3 separate regions of the Mus musculus genome follow, and regions 2 and 3 are each linked to region 1. Evidence: chromatin contacts called from public Hi-C data. All regions are on one chromosome and are shown on one strand. The core of a region is the stretch at or near the end of the contact, and the rest is flanking DNA. Distances in the headings are between cores, read along the strand shown. Region 1 holds the start of Adra1d (adrenergic receptor, alpha 1d). Region 2 has its middle 69 kb from the start of Smox. Region 3 has its middle 23 kb from the start of Gm30986.

Region 1 (3,374 bases), core at 78-2,577:
CTACCATCCCACCATCTGCAACAAGGAATAAACCAGGCACCAAGGACATGCACATGACATTTTCAGAGCATCCTCCCGCATCTCTATGGCCTCGCTTCCATAAGCCAAGTCAAGGAAAGGAAGAAATGATGAAGAATGAAAGGTAGTGTTTTGAAGATGTATTTGTGCCTGCACTTGTGTGTGTGTGTGCTCGCGCACATCATGTGTGTGCCTACATGAGTTTATGTGCACCATGTAAGTACAGTTGCCTGAGGAGGCCAGTTTATGTGCACCATGTAAGTACAGTTGCCTGGGGTGGTCCAGTGGCATTGTGTCTCTCCCTATTGGTCCTCCTCCCTCCCTTCTCTTTCCCTTGCGTCCCTGCTTCCTAGCACAGCCCCGTCCCCTCTCCCCTCTGTTCTTCGTGTTCAGGCTTTACCCCACTATTCTCCACTCTTCTGAGAAGTATGGGCACTACTTTGGTGGCGCTGCTAACACAGTGAATCTTACTCTCGTTTTCACATGTGGGGAACCGAGGCACAAGACGCCGGAGCCTGAATGGTGGAGGCAAGCTACTCTGCTCCCTCCCTGTTAAGCACCCTGCAGTAACCTTTCCCACCCTCCAGAACGTGACCTTTTCTGCCCAGAGGGAGTCCCGAGTACTTCGAGTAGCAACAGGAAGATTTATTCTGACTTCTGATGCAGAGTAGAGTTGCAGGGCCAAAGTTGGTATTATTCAGAGTACGGGCAAAGTCCTAGGGCTGTGACCACACCATCTGGTCTCACGCCAGTCACGCCCATCTTCAACCCGCGCCCAAGCATCTTGACCCCTTCAGGGCTGTCTCAATGCCACCATCGCACCATAGTGGGTTTTGAGATCTTGGGCTGGCCAGTTGCCCTAGAAAAAAGAGGAGGGGCATCAAACCGCATCCAGACGTTCTCAAGTGGCAGCGTTTTTTTTAAATCATCCAGCCCTGAACCCACAGATCCTGGGCTCTTGCTGCTCTCTGGCGGCAGAAGCCGGGAGCCCGGAGTCCCGGGGAATCGCACCTTGTATGCTCCGCTAGGGCAAGGGCAAGCAGAGAGTGACCGCAAGTCCAGAGAGAGGAAGGGAGGCAGCGAGGAGCGCTGGGGCAAAAGCCGGGGTGCAGGAGAGCTGAGGAAAGGAGGATAAGGGGACAGCTAGGGCAGAGGACGGTCGTGAGCACCGGCGAGGACCCCCGCAGCCGCTGGACGCGCGGAGCCCCTTCGCTGGCTCGCGCCGGCCGCCCCCTCCTCCCTCCCCGCCGCCCCTCCTCCGTCCCGCCCCCGCGCAGAGTCCCCTGCGCTGCAGAGGCCGCCGCCTGCACTGACGCTCCCGGAGGAGCCACCGCTCGCCAGGACACGCTTGGAGAGGGGAGCAGGGAGCAGGGAGCCGGCCCCGGCCCTTGTTTTCTTGTGACTCTGCAGCCACCGCCAGAGCCCGTTCCCGTTGGGACCTTCACGGCCTGGTGACCTCCGCCCCGCTCTCCCTGCAGCACCGCTCCCCTGCGGCCCCTCTGCCGCGGGAACTTGGGCAGGACCGACGGGACCGGCGCGCGGGGCTGGCTCGGGCGCTGCGGCGATGCCCGCGGGCTCCCTCCCCGCCACTTGCTCGCCCTGTGCCTGGGCTCGGGCCCCGACGGCTGCGCCGTGAGATGACTTTCCGCGACATCCTGAGCGTCACTTTCGAAGGACCCCGGGCGAGCAGTAGCACTGGGGGCTCCGGCGCGGGCGGCGGAGCTGGCACGGTTGGCCCCGAGGGTCCGGCGGTGGGCGGCGTGCCGGGTGCCACAGGCGGTAGCGCTGTGGTGGGAACCGGCAGCGGCGAGGACAACCAGAGCTCCACGGCAGAAGCGGGGGCCGCGGCAAGCGGCGAGGTGAATGGCTCGGCGGCCGTCGGGGGGCTAGTGGTGAGTGCTCAGGGCGTGGGAGTGGGTGTCTTCCTAGCCGCCTTCATCCTCACCGCTGTGGCGGGCAACCTTCTCGTCATCCTCTCCGTGGCCTGCAACCGCCACTTGCAGACGGTCACCAACTATTTCATCGTGAACCTAGCAGTGGCTGACCTGCTACTGAGTGCAGCTGTGTTGCCCTTCTCAGCCACTATGGAGGTTCTAGGCTTCTGGGCCTTCGGCCGGACCTTCTGCGACGTATGGGCCGCGGTGGACGTGCTATGCTGCACTGCCTCCATCCTTAGCCTCTGCACCATCTCTGTGGACCGGTACGTGGGTGTGCGCCACTCGCTCAAGTATCCAGCCATTATGACAGAACGCAAGGCCGCTGCCATTCTGGCTCTGCTCTGGGCGGTGGCCTTGGTGGTATCTGTGGGACCGCTACTAGGTTGGAAGGAACCAGTGCCCCCGGATGAGCGTTTCTGCGGCATCACCGAGGAGGTGGGCTATGCGATCTTCTCTTCCGTATGCTCCTTCTACCTCCCCATGGCAGTGATCGTGGTCATGTACTGCCGCGTGTATGTGGTCGCGCGCAGCACCACGCGCAGCCTCGAGGCGGGCATCAAGAGGGAGCCGGGCAAGGCCTCTGAGGTGGTTCTGAGGATCCACTGTCGCGGCGCAGCCACTAGCGCCAAAGGAAATCCAGGGACACAGAGTAGCAAGGGGCACACCTTGCGCAGCTCGCTCTCCGTAAGGCTGCTCAAGTTTTCCCGCGAGAAAAAGGCTGCCAAGACCCTAGCCATCGTCGTGGGTGTCTTCGTCCTGTGCTGGTTCCCCTTTTTCTTCGTCCTGCCTCTGGGTGAGTGATTCCCTCACTTTAGACCCTTCCCCTCTGGGCGGTCCTTACCTGGAAAGCTTAGATGACCCACAACCTAACTGTGGAAGTTTATCAACTTCCTGTTCTCTTACTAGAGAGAGAGAGAGCGCGCCCGAGGGGTTCTTGATACTAATGTGTTTTCCCTTAAACAGGCTTCTCACTCTTTCTTACCCTTTGTAGATGTTACAAACCTCGGTCTTGCTTTAGTTCCTTGGAAATCTGAGCAAACATCAATCTGTATGATGTGATCAGTGTGTGTGATCCCCATAGATACCCATCTCTGGAAATAGATTGTGGGTGAGCCCACATGCATTCACTGGCAGCAGACCCAAGCCAGCCAGCCACCTTGTAGCTCAGCAGATGCCAGAAGTGCTGTGTTCTCCATAGACATCCATTTCAGTTGGCCCCACTGGTATCTGGGAGAACCCTGTGGGCTTTCCCTTCTGAAATCTTCTCTGGAAGAGGTTAGAGGAGGGGACTTGTGGGGGTGGGAAGGACAGGATAGGAAGTCTGTCAGGTGGACAATTACTATTGTTTATAGTCATTTACAGAGTGAACTAGTTCCCTTACAAGGGCCCTGCAGTCCTGGGGCAGGTACAACTGCTCTC
Region 2 (3,014 bases), core at 213-2,712, 140 kb after region 1:
TGGAAGAAGACCCAGGTTCAGGTCTTCACATTCTCATCCACAAGGCAGCTTATAACTCCAGTGCTCCCTCCTGGCTTCTAAGAGCATCAGGCACATATTCAGTGTACTTACTTAGTACTGGCAAAATACACACTCATACACATAAAATAAAAAGTAAACCAACTCATGTTTATTGTTTTCTTTAAACAAGGACTTTTTCCCAACTTCCTTTGAAGCCAAAACCTCGGACACAATTCTGGACGAGGCACAGGTCAATGTGTGCAGTGGCACAGGAGCAATGTGTGCAGCCGCTCCTGGGATACTTCTTTCTTCTATAGAAGACGAGATTGGCACCACCCTTGTTCATTCCTCCAGTTCTCCCTTGGACATGATGCCTGGATCTGGACTAGTGATGCTACAGCCATGAGATAACACATGTGGGGACAACATCAACATGGCAGGATAATGAAGCAGAAATAGAGACAGCCTGGGTGCCTGATGCCACTGCCACCGTAAAACCACACCAGGCTGGCAATTTTTAACAGCTGGATTTCTTCAGGTAGCAAAAAGAGAAAAAAAAAAAACTTACGTTTTTCAATGCCATCTCATCAGATGTTTTTTTGGTTTTTGGTTTTTTTGGTTTTTTGGTTTTTTTGGTTTTTTTTTTTTTTTTTTTTTAGGTATTTTCCTCATTTACATTTCCCATCAGATGTTTTTGTTGCCTGCAGCTAACCATTCTCCTAACTGACGCATACCGTTTAGAAGAATAACTCTTTATACGTCAGGGTTTACAACTATGAATATTGCCTTTAGCAAGTTTGTCAGTCAGTTCTCTGTTTCAATAACCAATACCTGGAATAAATCACGCGGAAGGAAGAAAGCGGTTTTTTGGTTGGTTTGTTGCGTGACTTCAGCAATTTCAGTTCAGGGTTGCTTAACTCTGTTGGGGTGGGTGAGTCAGATCCTTGTATCACAGCAGGAGAGCGTCATAAAGGAGGCCTGCTCCTTACATGGCATCCAGGAAATAGCAAGTCTGAGTCTTAATAACCCCCTATGAGGTCATGTCCCCGGTGACCTAGTTTCCTTCACCTAGGTCCAGTCTCCCAAAGGTTTTGTGCTTTTAGAGCCAGGCATTTAACTCAAGAACTTTTTTTGGAAGCCACTTCAGACAGAACTATATGAAGAGAGAACATATTGCAGGGAGATATAGAAGAAACATATGAACAATATAACTTAAAATTGTGGTAAATGAAAAAATAAACAAAAAGAACACAGGTCATCAAAACTAGTCTCTGCTATGAAATAATAGGGCTCCCCCTATTATTTCATAGCAAGATAAAAAAAATGCAAAATCACCAATGATCTCAAAATGTCCACTAGGAGGCAGTAGAGCCTCCTTTCTGATTATGCTCACTCCGGCTCCCAAATGTGAACTTTCTGCTTCCAAGCTGCACCTTACAATTAGAAATCTTTGACCACAGCATTTGACTGTGACCCTGAACACCCCGAGAGTGCCGGCATTGCGCTTAAGGTCCGAGCCCCGCCCCTCCAGTCCTCCACTGTCTGCTGCCTTCCTGCTCCTCCAGCCTCACCCGGTTGCTTCTCCCTTCACTCTCTCCATTCCACGTTCTTTTTGGTTCCTTGGGCCGACAAACTCTTGCTTGCAAAGATGAGGGTACCCTTTGATATATTCCAGGGCCCCCTTTCTCCTCAGTCACCTTAGTCCTCCAACCCCGCCCACATCTGGGAACCCAAGTGAGAGTAACCGGAGAGGAAGTCTCTACTGACTCCTAGTGGACCTATTGAGAACGTTTGTGATTATAGGGTCTGCTCAGATGCTAATCTCGCCTGACAAAAGTCCACCTCCAAGTTTGCTGGAGAATCTCCTGAGTCTCATTTCTTCTCCCAGCGTCCCTCTCTCTGCCCAGAAGACCCACCCTCCACTTCCTGCCCAGTTATTAGCCGTCAGATTTTTATTACAGCCAAGCAGATACAATTCTAGATTGCCTTAGGCCAGTGAGGAATAACAACTACTTACAAAATATAAGACCGGTGAGGGGCCATAGAAGTAATAACACCAAGCTGCAGCTAGTATTTAGCTCTCTGCCTCTGCAGAATTAATAGAATCCAGAAACACACAAAGGTATCCCAACAGTGTATCCCAATAGCCCAGGCTTGCTATGTAGCCTAGAACTCACAGACCTCTTGCCTCAGCTTCCTGGAAGCTGACATCACAAGTGTTTTGACACTGCCTTGCTTTGATTATTGACTGATTTCTTTTCCCCCAGAGACCTAGACTTTCTTTTTACAGTTTTGCGAAAATGCAAAGGACACATTCTCACCATCTTATCACTTCGACCAAAAAGGGATTGTGATTCCTCCTTTTTTAAACTAATGGATAGTAATTGTACAAAGCAATAGACTTTATGTGACTTTTTTTTACACACGCACATAAGGCACTTTGAAGATAGGCTCTTGTTACCCTTTCTTACCATGTCCCCTCCCTTCACTCACGCCCTTGATGGTCCCACCTCTTTCTTCCTTCCTTCCCCCTGCTGAGTCTCCTGTTAGAGAGTAAGCATGCCATGTATCTTTCTGAGTCTGGTTTTCACATAATATGAAGAACAAGTTCCATCCATTTTCTTGAAATTATTTTTGTCCTTTTTTGTATTATTATTACTCTGTGTGTGTGTGTGTGTGTGAGAGAGAGAGAGAGAGAGAGAGAGAGAGAGATGTGATGAGGAAGTCAGAAGACAACTTTGATGTCTTCTGTCCTTCCACCATGCCATCCAGGCATAGACTCCATCTGACAGGCTTCCCTGGCAAGGGCTCTTACCTGCTGAGCCACCTCACTGGTGTTGTCTTGTTCTTCTTTATTGCTGAGTAGAATTCACAGTGTATATACACCACATTTCCCAGGTTGATGCCATAACCTTGTATTGTGAATAATATCTCACAAGCACTAGTGTGCAGGTGTCTATATGGCAAACTGAGTTTGAGTCTTTTGGGTACACACCCAGAAATGGTAGAACTGG
Region 3 (2,917 bases), core at 141-2,640, 150 kb before region 1:
CTAACCCAGGGGTTTATGGTCACAGAAAATCAATGGTCAGCAGATCAATGGCTTCCAGGTCCTTTGTCTCTGAACTCAAAGAATAGATCTCATGAGCAGCAGAAAGACTTAAAAAGGACTCCCATCATAGGAATGAGTCTAAGAGAAAGCAAGCAGGCAGAGCTCCATATAATAGGAGTGGTTCCGTCTCAAAGTTGCCTCCAAGGGTCTCTGTTTACAAGGCTTTTCTGGGTTGAGGCATAGGGAGTTAGTTTATCAGTCCAGTTGGCCTGCCCATGAGCTGTTCCTGTTCCTCTCTGTGGTGGTCTGAATTCGAATGGCCTCAAGAGGCTCCTGTATTTGAATACGTGATCTTTAGCTGGTAGAACGGTTTGAGAAGGGTTAGGAGGTGTGGCTTCATTGGAGCAGGTGTGTCATTGCAGGTGAGTTTGATGTTTCAAAAGTCCATTCCATTCCAAGTTAGCTCTCTCTACCTCCTACTTGTGGATCAAGATGTGAACTCTCAGCTACTGCTCCAGCGTGATGCCTGTTTGCCTGCTGCCATGCTCCCCACATGATGGTCATAGGCTCTAACCATCTGAAACCATAAACCCCAAATAAACTCTTTCTTCTATTAGTTGCCTTGGCCATGGCATCTTTCCATGTCAATACAAAAGTAACTAAGAAATGCTCTATCCAGGTGGCTAAACTGGAGTGTCACACACATATTCAGAGCCAACGAAGTCTATGGTCATGCATAGTTTACAGGTATGCTCTCATTAGGGGGCTATATAAAAGGAGAGAGAATAACAAGAAATCAGATTATGAAGCAGTCCTAAATGTTTCTAGCATTTCTGGCCTCCAGCCAAAACCAGAGCCGCTAATAAGGACAAGAACATTTTCAGCTTCCGGGAAAGACAAAAGAAGTTATCAAGGACAAGGAGTAGAAATGCTTGTTTTGAAGTCGCTGCCCTACACTGCCCGAACAGTTTCTTTCTGCTGTTTTCATCAAAAGCAGCTGAGAGGGGGAGGAGCTTATTTTCCTCACTGTTTAAGGCTGCAGCCCATGGTGGGGGAAGGAGAATGGCAGTTGTCAGTTATAAAAATAATATGGGGCCTATAGAGATGACTTGATGGCTAACAGTACACTGCTCTTGCAGAGGCCCCAAGTTTGGGTCCCAGCACCCATATCAGATAGCCCACAGTCCAGAGGAGCCAGTGTCCTCCTTTGGCCCTGATGGGCATCACCCTCACATGCACACCATACCACACTCCCACTCAACGAGCACATATAATTTCAACATAAAACATTTATGACAATTTTTTTCTTTTATGCATTCTGGAATAGTGAAAATAATTTTGTGATGACCAATTCTTTAGGAATTTAGTAGGAATATTAAAAGAAACCATCTGACTGCTGTACATTTTCTGCGTTGACTCAGGCTTATTCATGAAAAGGTGTTATTGTTTGACAGAGAGAGTTATATAGGACATTTGTGTAGGATATTTCCGTCACTCCACTCTGATCCCCTCCCTCCTCCCACTGCAACACTTCCTCACAAATCTTCCCACCACACTCCTGTGTGGCTTCTGCTTGTGTGTAGTCCACTAAGCGTAGTGTCTAGCCTGAGCACAGGTAGGAGGTTATTCACTGGTACGGGGGCAACTTGTCAGTAGTTATTTCACTAAAGAAGACATCCCCTTTCCTAACAACTGTGGATTGTCAATAATCCCTTAAGGGGACAGCAGGATGAAATGGTGACAGACTCAGTCTCGTGTGGATCTCGCGTAGATAACCACAGCTGTATGTGTTCATAAGTGCAATGACTATCTCATAGCCACTGATAGCTTAAAAAAATTGAAACAAGGTTTCTCTACACAGCTCTGGGTATCCTGGAACCAGGCTGGCCTCAAACTCACAGAGATAAGCCTGCCTTGCCTACCAGGTATTGGCTTTAAAGGCAAGTGCCACTATACTCAGCTCTGGGACATATTTTTCCTGCACATTTCTTTGTACTCTGGCCCTTACATCCTTTCTTCTCCCTGTTTGCGATGTTCCCTGTGCCTCATGAGGGATTACAACTGTTTTATTTAAGGACAAGCATCCCACTATCATTTATTTTCAGCACTTTGACCAATTATTGGTTTCTGCATTAATATTTCTTACTACACCTGCTGTAGTAAGAAAGTTTCCCTGATGAAGGGCTGGGTACAGCATAAATCTATGGATTTAAGTATGGCTATTTATGAAGTAGTGTGACATTGTGACAAAATGTAGTGTGGCAATGTAGCAAAATAATACCAGTAGGTTCTCATGAAATCCATGACTTCCTTAAGCATAGGGTCTTGCCAAGTGTGTAGAACTAGATCAGGGTTCCCTCTTGTGGAGGAGGCCTCAAATCCAATCAGAAAACAGCTGGTTTGCCCCATAACACTCATGCCACTGTTGCACTAGAGAGAAGATCTTGCCTTACAGAATTTATAGCTGGGTAAGATTTGAAAGGTTTCAAGGCTGGGGCAATTTCAAGAGGGACGCTGAGATATATTGCTGGGGAATAAGGGCAGAGATATATTAGAAAAATTACTAATACTATGTCAGATAGAGGGCCAGCAGTATGACAGGGGCTTCAAGGAGAGTTCAGGCCCCAGCACCAGCTATAGACAGCATGGTGAGATATCTGAGGAGGGAAATGAGTTTGCCAGGTAAAAGCAGGGTCTCTTTTTTTGTGCCTTCTTAAGTATGGGGGAGGTTTCACAGCTAGGTTGTCTGATTCCCAAGAAGGAGCCAGGGAATGGGCTGGGAGATAGGATATGTCATCAACACCACGTATGATGTTAATTCACTTCCCAGAGAGAGAGATCCTGGCACTGGGAAGTCTGTTAGCTAGGACTCTCAGATTGCACCTACTAGGGTGCCTGTCAGTATCTGTGAAAGAGC

Evidence for each region. Hi-C and Micro-C count contacts between places; a contact is called where the count stands out from the background.
Region 2: a contact with region 1 is called in a Hi-C map of embryonic fibroblasts, with 5 times the contacts expected there. The contact joins the enhancer-like site here to the promoter of Adra1d in region 1. A contact is called at or near these places in 4 of 39 promoter capture datasets (the 3T3-L1 cell line, 3T3-L1-derived adipocytes, embryonic stem cells and 1 more), 1 of 484 Hi-C or Micro-C datasets (embryonic fibroblasts), 1 of 115 datasets of contacts at active chromatin or transcription factors (pancreatic cancer cells) and 2 of 9 other capture datasets (adipose tissue and pancreatic islet).
Region 3: a contact with region 1 is called in a Hi-C map of embryonic fibroblasts, with 21 read pairs. The contact joins the enhancer-like site here to the promoter of Adra1d in region 1. A contact is called at or near these places in 21 of 39 promoter capture datasets (the 3T3-L1 cell line, 3T3-L1-derived adipocytes, the C10 cell line and 12 more), 6 of 484 Hi-C or Micro-C datasets (cerebellum, cerebral cortex, cumulus cells and 3 more), 4 of 115 datasets of contacts at active chromatin or transcription factors (SST interneurons, embryonic stem cells and vascular smooth muscle cells) and 1 of 9 other capture datasets (embryonic stem cells).

Annotation. Positions count from the first base shown.
Region 1 is chr2:131,560,450-131,563,823 of GRCm38.p6, reverse strand. Adra1d (adrenergic receptor, alpha 1d) reads left to right here and starts at 1,327. Exons shown (of 2, transcript NM_013460.5): 1 at 1,327-2,748. The coding sequence starts at 1,656. It overlaps Gm14285 (a long non-coding RNA gene), which reads right to left and starts at 2,048. Exons shown (of 3, transcript XR_374988.3): 1 at 1,964-2,048; 2 at 1,030-1,135; 3 at 1-877.
Region 2 is chr2:131,421,724-131,424,737 of GRCm38.p6, reverse strand. No RefSeq gene overlaps it. Among named protein-coding and RNA genes, the nearest start is that of Smox, 69 kb to the left of the region's middle. Within about 2 kb of position 1,462, at least 188 of the 459 cell types and tissues checked have an H3K27ac peak or open chromatin away from gene starts, as enhancers often do. A contact at or near this core is called in 3T3-L1-derived adipocytes, adipose tissue, embryonic fibroblasts and 2 more, where this site is marked.
Region 3 is chr2:131,715,689-131,718,605 of GRCm38.p6, reverse strand. No RefSeq gene overlaps it. Among named protein-coding and RNA genes, the nearest start is that of Gm30986, 23 kb to the left of the region's middle. Within about 2 kb of position 1,390, at least 11 of the 459 cell types and tissues checked have an H3K27ac peak or open chromatin away from gene starts, as enhancers often do. A contact at or near this core is called in embryonic fibroblasts, where this site is marked.